Linked DNA regions of Sus scrofa: region 2 is linked to region 1. The links are chromatin contacts, called in public HiChIP or PLAC-seq maps. All regions are on one chromosome and are shown on one strand. Each heading gives the region's core, a stretch centred on a gene start, on an enhancer-like site or on the middle of the called end of the contact. The rest is flanking DNA. Distances are from core to core; before and after follow the strand shown.

Evidence for each region. HiChIP or PLAC-seq counts read pairs in DNA pulled down with a chosen protein or histone mark.
Region 2: an H3K27ac HiChIP or PLAC-seq map of skeletal muscle shows a contact between it and region 1, with 4 times the contacts expected there. The contact joins the promoter of SMN1 here to the promoter of CENPH in region 1. A contact is called at or near these places in 1 of 5 promoter capture datasets (fetal skeletal muscle) and 1 of 2 datasets of contacts at active chromatin or transcription factors (skeletal muscle).

Annotation. Positions count from the first base shown.
Region 1 is chr16:47,348,378-47,355,083 of Sscrofa11.1, forward strand. It overlaps CENPH (centromere protein H), which reads left to right and starts at 4,942. Exons shown (of 9, transcript XM_003483841.3): 1 at 4,942-5,161. The coding sequence starts at 5,037. It overlaps CCNB1 (cyclin B1), which reads left to right. Exons shown (of 9, transcript NM_001170768.1): 9 at 1-8. It also overlaps the pseudogene LOC102161570.
Region 2 is chr16:47,774,631-47,780,834 of Sscrofa11.1, forward strand. It overlaps SMN1 (survival of motor neuron 1, telomeric), which reads right to left and starts at 2,688. Exons shown (of 8, transcript NM_001130735.1): 1 at 2,608-2,688. The coding sequence starts at 2,688.

The DNA.
Region 1 (6,706 bases), core at 3,692-6,191:
AGAACAAATATGAAAGTATCTGAAAAAGTTTATTGGGAGTTCCCGTCGTGGCGCAGCAGTTAACGAATCCGACTAGGAACCATGAGGTTGCGGGTTCGGTCCCTGCCCTTGCTCAGTGGGTTAACGATCCGGCGTTGCCGTGAGCTGTGGTGTAGGTTGCAGACGTGGCTCGGATCCTGCGTTGCTGTGGCTCTGGTGTAGGCTGGCGGCCACAGCTCCGATTAGACCCCTAGCCTGGGAACCTCCATATGCTGCGGGAGCAGCCCAAGAAATAGCAAAAAGACAAAAAAAAAAAAAAAAAAAAAACCAAAAACAACAACAACAACAACAAAAGTTTATTTATTGCCCCCCCCCCCCCCCGCCAACTTTCCTACATCTCAATCCTATTCAACTGAAAAATATGTAAGAGTTTGGGATGTATCTGTCCATAACTCTTCTAAATGTAGATGTGCATATAAATTGTTATGGAGAGGGTGTTTAAAAACGGGATCATTCTGGAGTTACCGTCATGGCGCATCCGAAGGGAATTGAACTAGGAACCATGAGGTTGCAGGTTCGATCCCTGACCTCACTCAATGGGTTAAGGTCCTGGTGTTGACGTGAGTTGTGGTATAGGTCGCAGACAAGGCTTAGATCCTGCATTGCTGTGGCTGTGGTGTAGGCTGGCAGCTGTAACTCTGATTAGACCCCTAGCCTGGGAACATCTGTATGCCATGGGTGCAGCCCTAAAAAGCAAAAAAAAAAAAAAAAGAAAGAAAGAAAGAAAAAATGGGATCATTCTATATAGTTAGCAATTCTTTTCAACATGGACAGGCATTACCTGTATTTGCGCATTATAGTCCATAGTATGAATATGTTATAATGTATTTAACCATTCCCCTGTTTATGTTTAGATTGTTTTTTCTTTGCTCCTATGGACAATACTGTTTAAATGTCACACCCCATGCTCTTTTGTTGCATTTTAGGGCCTGACCTGCAGCATATGGAAATTCCCATGCTAGGATTCAAATCTGAGCCACAGCCACAGCCACGCCAGATCCAAACTGAGTCTCCAACCTATACCACAGCTCAAAGCAACACCAGATCCCTAGCAGGGCCAGTGATTGAACCCACATATCATGGATACTAGTAAGGTTTGTTACATGCCAGACCACAATGGGAATACCCATGCTTGCTTTTTTTTTTTTTTTTTTTTTAATGTACACTGGTTTCTCCAGACAGTCTGTGTTTTGGCAGGTACCGCTAGTTGATTATTTCAATGTCACTGCAATAAACGTACAAAAAGTGGAGTTCCCATAGTGGCGCAGCAGAAATGAATCCAACTAGGAACCATGAGGTTGCAGGTTCGATCCCTGGCCCTCAGTGGGTTAAGGATCCCCCATTGCCATGAGCTGTGGTGTATGTAGATCGCAGATGTGGCTCAGACTCCAAGTTGCTGTGGCTCTGCTGGCCGGCAGCAACAGCTCCAATTAGACCCCTAACCTGGGAACCTCCATGTGCTGTGGGTGCAGCCCTAAAAAGACAAAACACACACACACACACAAATATACAAAAAGTGCTGGTTTTGGAGTTCCTGTTGTGGCTCATCAGGTTACAAACCCAACTAGTATTTCATGAAGATGCAGTTCAGTCCCTGGCCTCAGTGTGTTAAGGATCCAGTGTTGCCGTGGGTTGTAATGTTGGTGGAAGATGAGGCTCAGAGTTGTGGTGCAGGCTGGTGACTGCAGCTCCATTTGAACCCCTAGCCTGGGAACAATCATATGTTGCAGGTGCAGCCCTAAAAAGAAAAAAAAAAAAATCCTCTTGTGTACGGTTTTGATTTACACTTGAGCCCACTAGTTGAATAAATTTTGGTCCATTTAACAACATGTAGGAGTTCCCATCACAGCTCGGTGGTTAACAAATCCGACTAGGAACCATGAGGTTGTGGGTTCGATACCTGGCCTTGCTCCGTGGGTTAAGGATCCAGGGTTGCTGTGAGTTGTGGTGTAGGTCGAAGACGCTGCTTGGATCCTGTGTTGCTGTGGCTCTGGGGTAGGCCGGCAGCTACAGCTCCAATTAGACCCCCAGCCTGGGAATCTCCATATGCCATGGGAGTGGCCCTGGAAAAGACAATAAATAAATAAATAAATAATTTTTTTTGGTATTATCTTTTCTATTTTATTTGGTAGTTTTAGCTTTTATACGTTAATTCTCACCAGTTTTCTTTTAGTCATTTTCTAGTCTAATTTAAAAGCTTAAAATATTTTTAGTTAAAAAAAAACCTTTATATAAACTTATTCCTCTGAGACAGCTTGTTTCTAAAGTTCTCTTTTTCATCAATTTCTGCTTAAGTTGGAAATTTTTTTTTTTTTTTTTGCTATTTCTTTGGGCCGCTTCTGCGGCATATGGAGGTTCCCAGGCTAGGGGTCTAGTCTGGAGCTGTAGCCGCTGGCCTACACCAGAGCCACAGCAACGCGGGAGTCAAGCCGCGTCTGCAACCTACACCACAGCTCACGGCAACGCCGGATCGTTAACCCACTGAGCAAGGGCAGGGACCGAACCCGCAACCTCATGGTTCCTAGTCGGATTCGTTAACCACTGCACCACGACAGGAACTCCTGGAATTTTTTTGTAGTGTTTTGTGTTTTAGGAATGTACCTGTGGCATATGAAAGTTCCCAGGCTAGGGGTCAAACTGGAGCTGTAGCTGCCTACCTACAACACAGCCACAGCAGTGCAGGATTCAAGCCACGTCTGCAACCTATACCACAGCTCACCACAACTCCAGATCCTTAACCCACCAAGTGATGCCAGGGATTGAACCTGCATCCTCATGGATACTAATCAGATTCATTTCCTCTGCATCACAACAGGAACTCCTTATAGTCCTTTTTTATCTGGAGTTTATTTTACTGCTTATTTTCTAAGTAAGTTTCTTTTTTGGTCAGACATCTTTTTTTAATTACTCAATGAATTTATTACATTTGTAGTTGTACAATGATCATCACAATCCAATTTTATATGATTTCCATCCCACAACCTAAGCATATCCTTCCACCCCCCAAACTGTCTCCTTTGGAGATCATAAGCTTTTCAAAGTCTGTGAGTCAATATCTGTTCTGCAAAAAAGTTCAGTCTGTCCCTTTTTCAGATTCCACACGTCAGTGAAAACATTCGATGTAGGTGTCTCATTGTCTGAATGCTACGACTTTTTTTCTTTTTTTTTCTTTTGTCTTTTTGCCTTCTCTGGGGCCTCTCCTGGGGCATATGGAGGTTCCCATGCTAGGGGTTGAATCGGAGCTGTAGCTGCTGGCCTACACCACACCCACAGCAACGCAGGATCCGAGCCACGTCTGTAACCTACACCACAGCGCACTGCAATGACGGATCCTTAACCCATTGAGCGAGTCCAGGGATCGAACCGCAACCTCATGTATGGTTCCTAGTTGGATTCGTTAACCACTGAGCCAGGACGGGAACCCCTCCATCTGGTATATTTAATTCATTTTTATAACCTTCAGTTACATTGTTTCTCAAAATGTCATCCCCCAACAGCAACAGCAACATCACTTGGGAATTTGTTAGAAAAGCAAATCAGAATCAGTAGCTTGGAGAGGCACATAGCAATCTGTATTAACTAGTTCTTCCCATGATTCTGATTGGAGAACCACTGCATACTCTTGCTCCAAATTTGGTCACTGATAAGCAGTTGCCCAAAAGGGTGGGACTGATGTGAAAATCGGGAGGACATCCTGGATAAAGCAGTTAGATGAAAGAAGAGGATCATTTTTGTGTGAAAGAAAAAACGAAGCAAAATGCTCCTCCATGAGTTTTGGGAGTAGTGGCCACATTTTACATCCTCCTGTGGCTTTTGAATCTTTTATCAGGACCTGTATTTTGATAATAGAGAGGAAGAAAGGGGAGTGTTCTGTGAATAACTCAAGGGAAACTAGTTATAGAAGGGAATGCTCCGTGCTCTCATTCAAAGAGGTCTGAGCTATTGTGCTTGTGCTGCAAGAACCCTGTCCCTTACATGACTGACCACATTGAAAAACTACAAACCAATCAGGCATTTATACGTTCTGCATTTTCTCCATTACCCAGTCACTACTCAGCTAGGAAAGGGCAACTGAAATCTGTTGCATCACCAAATTGACCCTTGGGGGTACCCAACTCTGTAACCGAGTTCGAATCTTACTGACAGCTGAATTTCAGATTGGAAGTCTGCATTGACTCCTAGAGGGTAGTGGGTATCTTTGATCTTGGGCCACTCGTTTCTCTGCCAAATGAGGGGCCTGGACAAACAAATCTCTACTCGGATGCTTCTCTCTCCTAGTCTGGCCCACACACCCATCATCCAAGGCTGGGGATGGAAGGGGAGTACTAAGAGGGGTCAAAAACGGCTATCCCAGAGTTCCTGTTGTGGCTCAGCGGGTTAACAACTCGACTAGTATCCATGAGGATGCGGGTTCCATCCCTGGTCTGGCTCAGGATCCGGTGTTGCTGCAAGCTGTGGAGTAGATTGAAGATGTGTCTCTGCGGTCTGGCATGACTGTGGTGTAGGCTGGCAGCTTCAGCTCCAATTCAACCCGTAGCCTGGAAACTTCCATTTGCCACAAGTTCGGCCCTAAAAAGACAAAAACAAGAACAACCAATTGGCTATCTCAGAGCCAGTGTTGCAAGAGCACTTATGTTGGAGTTCTCCACTCCAGACCGCGGCTGCCAGATGCCGCCGAGTGCCCCCTTAGCCCAGCACAGCCCTTAGCCTAGCACTGAATTGCGCTAACGCTTAATTAAAGTTCTTTCACTTTTTTTTTCTTTTTCTTTTACTAGTTGTCTGTCAAAGGTTTAACCTACAGAGCCAGAATAAAATAAGAGACATCGGCAACCATAGCAACCAGAGACTGGGGTGGAAAGGGCGGGGCTAGGGGCGGAAGGGGGCGGGACGCAACGACAGTCCAGCCCCTTCCGGGCGTCAATTAAGTGGCGGGAAGAAAGGCGGCCCCTGGCAGGGCTGTGTTAACTCGTCTTCCGTGGTAGTTCTTCGCCCCAAGGATGGAGATGCAGTCCAAGAAGCAAGCCGCAGCTGAGCCCGCGGACTCCGGGGGGGAAGGCAGGCCGCCGCAGGTCGCCGGCAACGATGCGGCGCGTCCCGAGGACCGCATGACCCTACTGCTCAGGTTGTTCCCTCTAGCTAGCTCGGCAGGAACCCATCCAAGCCCAGATAAACTTGAGGGAAGTTGCCCCGCCCTATTCTTTTATAGCTTTGGCCCTTTTCAATCCGGAAGCTTCGTTTGTTGTGAAGAAATTCGTTGCTAGATTTGATGATAAGGGACGTAAATATTCTATCAATGGGAAACTATGGCCCTGGGCCATATCTATCCTACTCTCTGTTTTTCTTTGGCCCCTCAAACTAAGAAAAGTTTTCATGTGTCTAAATGGTTGAGAGGAAGAAATTAGATTTTAGTCCTCTTAAAGTTTTATTGGAACACAACTTTCCTGCTGCAAAGGGCTGAGTTGAGCAGTTAGACCAGACACCATATGAGCCTAAGACATTTGCTGTCTCTTCCTTTACAGAAAAAAAAAATTCAGACTTCTGTTCTAAATCATAACAAGTAATGCTTTTAAAAAATAAGCTTTGTGGAGTTCCCTTATGCAGCAGTGGGTTAAGGACCAGGGATCCAAAAAAAAAAAAAAAAAAAAGCTTTGCTAACCGTGTTTCAGCTTTACTACTGCTTTGAAAGACTGCCTGATAACAGACCTCACAGCCTTACTTTAAGAATTCCCTCTTATCCGAATTCCTGCTGTGGTGCAGTGGGATAAGAATCAGACTGCCAGAGTTTCCGTCGTGGTGCAGCTGGTGCAGCGGAAACAAATCCGAGTAGGAACTATGAGGTTTCAGGTTCGATCCCTGGCCTCGCTCAGTGGGTTAAGGATCCGGTGTTGCTGTGAGCTGTGGTGTAGTTTGCAGGCCAGCAGCTTTAGCTCCAATTAGACTCCTAGCCTGGGAACCTCCATAAGCCACTGGTGTGGCCCTAAAAGCAAAAAAAAAAAAAAAAAAGAATCTGACTGCTGGCTCCTAGTTGCTGCAGAGGCCTGGGTTGCAGCCTCATCCGTTGTGGGTTAAAGGATGTGTGGTACGTCGCATCTGCGATTCAGTCCCTGTCCTGGGAACTTCCATATACCATGGGTGTGGCCATTAAAAAAAAAAAAAAAAAAGTTGCCTCCTACCAGTGCAAAACAGGCTCTCCCAACATGGAGTTTTATAGCCCAGGTCTTACATGAGGGAGTGGTGGGTGCAGGTGAGACTGTTGGCCATGCCCCTTCTTGTGGCCTCTCTGTGCATTCTGTCTCCCCCAACCCCAGCTTTCCCCTGCTCTTCACTCTTGGAAGTTCTTAGGTGAATTGTTTGCCTGCAAGGGGGACCATGTCACTATTCCATTTCTGAGCAAGCCAGCATCATTAAGGCACTTTGGCGGCATCTGGGTTTTCAGAATCACAATATCAACCTTTTGTCTCATGATTATGGGGATATTGTTGCTCAGGAGCTGCTCTATAGGTTCAAGCAGAATTGACCTGATTGGCTTACTGTAAAGAGTCTCTTTGTCAAACAGCAGTTGTATTTACCAGATTCACTGTCCTCTCCTTCGGAAGCTTCTCAGAGGCGGAGGCATGCTGTCACCCATCCCCATGTGATTGATGAACTTTGTATTCTCTCAAGGTCT
Region 2 (6,204 bases), core at 1,438-3,937, 420 kb after region 1:
TGGGACCACATAGAGAAGCTGAGACAAGAAGAAAAGGAATGGCTTTTCAATCCCTAGCTGCTCAGTCCCCAGCTATTTGACTACTGCGTGGATGCAAATGCACAAAAGGTCTGAAAGAGAACTGCCCAGAAAGGCCTTTGCAAATTCCTGATCCTCAGAACTGTAAGAGATAATAAAAAGATTACTGTTTCAAGCCACGTAAGTTTTGGGTGATTTGTTACATAACAACAGTAACCAGAACAGATCATTAGGACCACCGTTAAATATGTTTCTCAGTCACTAAGAGTAGCCCACCTCTTTCCTTGCAGCTATCTCAAAATGAAATGTTTTCTCCTCCCTATCCCTCAAATCACTGCACCAGAGGTGGGGAGGGAATCTTCCTGACTTTCACTTCCACTTCCAGATTATTCTTCCTTCCTAAAAACTCTCAGGTTTGAAAATCTTGTCACCAAACTCCACTGTCCACAGTCCTCCTTATTGTAATCACCTACAGTCTCGTGGGTTGCTCCTTTTCATTCTTTGAGGTTTAATATCCCAGTACTCTCTCCAACACTACTCCTGTTGTAATTTTTGGTAACTTAAAAACCTGCTCTGGCATAATGGGATCAGAGGCATCTCTGCAGCACCAGGATGCAGGTTTGATCCCAGGCCCAGCACAGTGGATTAAAAGATCTGGTGTTAACCCAGCTGCAATACAGGTCACAAATGTGCCTTGGATCTGATCCCCAGCCCTGGAACTCCATATGTCGTATGGGGGCAAAAAATAAAAATAAAAAAAAATAAAATAAAAAACCATGTAGATGATCTCTGCGGTACCATATCCTTGTTAGGTCTTTAAAATTTCTGCTACCAACAACTTTTTTTTGGGGGGGGGTGTCTTTTTAGGGCCTCACCCAAAGCTCATGGAAGTTCCTGGGCTAGGGATCAAATGGGAACTGCAGCTGCCGGCATACACCACAGCCACAGCAACGCCAGATCCGAGCCTCGCCTGTGACCTACACCACAGCTCACAGCAACACTGGATCCTTAACCCACTGAGCAAGGCCAGGGATCAAACCTATGTCCTCATGGATACCAGTCAGATTTATTTCCACTGAACCACGATGGGAACTCCAATGATCTTTTACAGCACCCAGTCTCAGCTACTCATTTCTATCTTCTTTATTATAACCATTAACTACAACCTCTCCATAAGTTAACGGCAAGAATCCTACTCTTCAACCACCACCCTCCAGGCTCTGCAACTCATTCCTTTTAGTAGCCTGATGATGACAATTATTCTACTTCCCTGGAATTGGTAAAACATTGGTTCTCTCACTTTTTCTCTCACCATCCTAATGTCCTCATTTCCTTTCTTAGCCAGCTAAATTCCATGGTCAATCATCAGGATAACACCCTGTACCCTCTCCCCTGCCTCACTTCATACATGGTAAAATTACAACCCTATTAACTTCAAACATTCATTTATTCTGTCTGCCCTCACACACCTGAATTTGAATTTAGCTAGAGAAAAACACAATCATGCTGTCTAGCCTCCTTTAAGCTGACAACTAGGATTTTGAAGTAGGCCTTTAATGTTGCCTAGCAACATTTCCTACCATTCCTCCTCTCTAACCACCAACACCTGTTTCCTGCCCTGTCTTTACTAGCTAATAACCTCACTTCTTTTACTGAGAGAACAGCATCAATCAAAACAGAATTTTCACAATCTCCTGCCCATCCACACAAATTTGTATTCATATAACTATCACCACATGAACTGTCAATATTTATAACAAAGGCCAAATCCATTCCCTCCTACCTACTCTAGAACATTGCTTCAGTCATTCTCTTCTCTCTCCTGCATCATCAATTTTCCCATCCTTACTGGATCTCCATTAGCCCACTAACATGCTGAAACATCTCTCCCACTTTAAAAACAAGCACAAACACAATTAAGAATACCCATTATCTCATTTCCTTCTCCCTCTACTGGTCAAATTTTCTACCTTCCAGTACTTAGAATAAATCTTGAAATATCTGCTTACAAACGCTGCCTTAAATTTCTCCTCTCCGATTCTCGAACTCGCCCCCATCACATTTCACCCAAGAATGAATTCTAACCTTCGCCCTTATAAACCTGCTTACTTGCAGTCTTCCCCATCTAGGTAAAAGGCAACTTCATCTTTTCAACTGCTCAGAAAAATCTCGGAGTTATCTTTGACTTTCTTCTCTCAAACCTTTATTACCGAATCCATAAGCAAAACCTGTTGCCTGTGATTTCAAAATACATCTAGACTCCAAGTACTTTGTCATTCACAGCTAACACCTGGATCATTTCAACAGACTAACTGGTTTCGCCGCTTCACCCTGGTCTGACCCCGCACACCCTCCAGTGAGAAAAAGGGATGGACAAGCCAAGGTACAAGCAAGTAGCGGTGTGGCACTGGCTCAAAGTCATTAACGAGCCCTAACTGCCAGAGGAAGGAATTTGAGGTTGAGGCTCCCAAATGGGTAAAGTCTTAGAAACATGCCCACCACGACCTGGGCAGTAAGCGGACTGGCCGGAGAAGGAGCTGAGGGCGAGGAGGGGACGCTGGTCGGAGGTAGCGCCGGCCGCAGCCTCACCTGGCCTGCACCGCGCCGGAACAGCACCGAGTCCTCCGCCTCAGGAACACCGCTGCCGCCGCCACCGCCGCCCATCGCCATGGCGCGCCTACTGCTGGGTGCGCGGCGTGGGCTCAGTCCCTCCGCGAGTGACGACTTCCGCCACCGGGCCTCTGGGAGCGGAAGAGCATGGCGGCTTGCAGACCGCGGGCTGGAGAGAGTAACAACCAGCGCTTTAGGAGCGCTGGCCCCGCCTGCTCCAATCGCGGGCCGCTTTGGTGTTTCTTCTCTGGATCTTCTCAATTTTTTGATTTCACCTTTATGTTTGTTCGTGGGGTGATTCATCCAGGGTTTTTGTATTTTATTTTATTTATTATTTTTTGTCTTTTTGCCATTTCTAGGCCCGCTCCCATGGCATATGGAGGTTCCCAGGCTAGGGATCTAATCGGAGCTGTAGCCGCCGGCCTACACCAAAGCAACAGCAACGCGGGATCCGACCCGCGTCTGCAACCTACACCACAGCTCACGGCAAGGCGAGATCCTTAACCCACTGAGTAAGGCCCGGGATCGAACCCTCAACCTCATGGTTCCTAGTCAGATTGGTTTCCAGTTCGCCACAAAGGGAACTCCGGGTTTTATTGTCTTAAACAACACATTCTCTTAGGTAAATAATATTTCTTCTAGGTCATTTAGAAAATACCGGTAAGGAGTTCCCGTTGTGGCTCAGCGGAAACAAATCTGATTAGCATCCATGATGACACAGGTTCCATCCCTGGCCTTGCTCAGAAGGGTAAGGATGGGTCATTTCTGTGAGCTGTGGTGTAGGTCCCAGACATGGCTGGGATCCCATGTTTCTGTGGCTGTGGCGAAGGCCTGCAGCTACAGCTATGGTTGGACCACTAGCCTGGGAACCCTCATGTGCCGCGGATGGGGCCCTACGAAGACAAAAAAAAAAGGAAAGTATGGGTAAGTTAGCAGGAAGAAAAAAATCAGTCCATTGGTAACCAATAATAATACAGCTACCTGTTTAAAAGTGCTTTTGTGTGTTTTATGTACTTTTTCTTTTCACAACAATGCTGTGAATTAGGGGCTCTTATTCCCTTTGAAAGATGAGGGTACAGGCACAGCGTTTACACAGCTGCCTGGAATCTAATCTAACATGCCTTAAGCACTTTCCAACCATAACATTTAGATTACTATTTCGTCTCCCAAATCTCTAGTAACTTTTTTTTGTTGTTGGCACCTGCGGCAAGGGGTCAAGGTGGATTATGTGGAAGTTCCTGGGCCAGGGATAGATTGCTTTGGCTATTTTAGTGATTTTTTTTTAACTAATATTCTTTTACATTTAGGGAAAAAAAAGGTTTGTCAGAGTTCCCATGGCACAATGGGATCCGAGGTGTCTCTTCAGCACCGGGACACAGGTTTGATGCCCAGCCCATCACAGTGGGTTAAAAGGGTCTGGTGTTGCCAAAGGTGCACCTTAGATTACAGCTGCATCTTGGACCTGATCCCTGGCCCAGAAACTCCATATGCTGCGGGGCAGCCAAAAAAGAAAAGAAAAGCTTGTCAAATAGAGGTAAAAACAGGAAAACAAGCTACTCGTAGAAGAAAAAAAAGGGGGGGGGCAATAAATATGAAACTATGTCTAAACTCTGGAAGCTCTGCATTCAATCTGTTTGGATTCATATCCTTAACCTCCCACTTTCTAGCTGGGTGACTTTGGGTAAATTCCTTAACTAAAAATCTCAATTTCTATAAAAATCTATAAAAACATACACAGCAGTGGTAACTACATGTGAAGACTAAGAGAAACAAAAAACATAAAGCAGAGAAAATAGATATTTAACAAAAAAAGAAAATCCAAATGTCCAATAAATGTGAAAAAATGCTCAACCTCTATGGTAAGGGAATTGCAAATTAAAAACTAAGATAACATTTCTCACTCAAGTTGGCAAAATTACTAGAGATTAATAATATCTAATGTGGGAGTTCCCAGCGTGGCACAAGAGGAAACAAATCCGACTAGGAACCATGAGGTTTCAGGTTGGATCCCTGGCTCAGTGGGTTAAGGATCGGCGTTGCCATGAGCTGTGGTGTAGGTCGCAGACGCAGGTGGATCTGGTGTTGCTATGGCTGTGTTGTAGGCCGTCAGCTGCAGCTCCGATTAGACCCTTAGCATGGGAACCTCCATATGCTGCGGGGGCAGCCCTAAAAAGACAAAATAATAATAATATCTAATGTGGAGTTCTCTTGTGGTGCAGCAGGTTAAGGATCTGGTGTTGTCACTGCAGTCACTTGGGTTGCTGTGGTATGGGTTTGATCCCTGACCAGGAACTTCCACATGTTTTGGGCATGGCCAAAGAAAAAAAAATCTAATATTATCAAGGGCATGAGGATATGAAGTACTGACTTCTTATTGGAAAATAACTTTATTACAAACAATACCTTTGCCCTGGGGATCCTACCTTTAAGAATTTAGTCTTATAGAAATAAAAGCACCAGTACGTAAGGGTAAGTATGACGATGTAACAGAATTCTTCATAGCGACAAAAGCCTACAAATATCCTGATTGTCCATGAATAAGGAGATGACTGGAAAATTACTGTACACCCATACCATGGTTAGATTTCTACATACTGACCTGTAGCCATGGCTACTGAAAGTATCAAGTTACAGAGTTCCCTAGTGGCTCAGTCAGTTAAGGATCTAGCATTGTCACTACTGTAGTGAGGGTTCAATCCCTGGCTCCAGAACTTCTGCATGCTGAGGGTGCAACCAAAAAGAAGTACCAAGTTACAACCAAGTTTTCTATTTTTGTCTTTAAAAAAACTCTCTTGTACTGGGTTGAATGATGGCCCCCAAAATGATATGTCAATGAGACACCTTTGATCTTGACATGAGATTAATTGATTAATTGATCCTGAATTAAGAGTGGGCCCTAAATCCAATGACAAATGTCCTTAGAAAAGAGGAGACGAGTTCCTGTCATGGTGCAGTGGAAACGAATCCAACTAGGAACCATGCGGTTTCGGGTTTGATCCCTGGCCTCACTCAGTGGGTTAATGATCCAGCATTGCTGTAGCTGTGATTAGACTGTAGCTGTAGCTCAGATTAGACGCCTAGCCTGGGAATCTCCAAGTGCTGAGGGAGCGGCCCTAAATAATAATAATAATAATAATAAAAATAAAAAATAGAGGAGACAGGAAGAAGAGAAAAGAAGGTGACATGAAGACAAAGGCAGAGAGAGGTTATGCTGCCACAAGCCAAGTAATAACTGAAGCTTCTAGAAGCTGGAGGAGGCAAGCTAGGATTCCCCCCTGCAAATCTTCAGAGGAAGTATGTCCCTGGTTGCACTTCAATTTTAAGCTTCTGGCTTCTAGAACTGTGAGAGAACAAATTTCTGTTTTTGCAAGCCATCAAGTTTGTGGTAATTTGTTATAGCAGCTCTAGAAAATACCCCACTGCCCTTAATTATATGTATATTTATTCACGTTTGCATGAGCATTGAGAGAAATACACAACTATTTTATATAGCATATATCTGTATGCTGTATAAAGAATTCAACTTCCAGGTATATATTCAATAGAAATAAGTGCTTATGGATTTCCCTGGTGGCT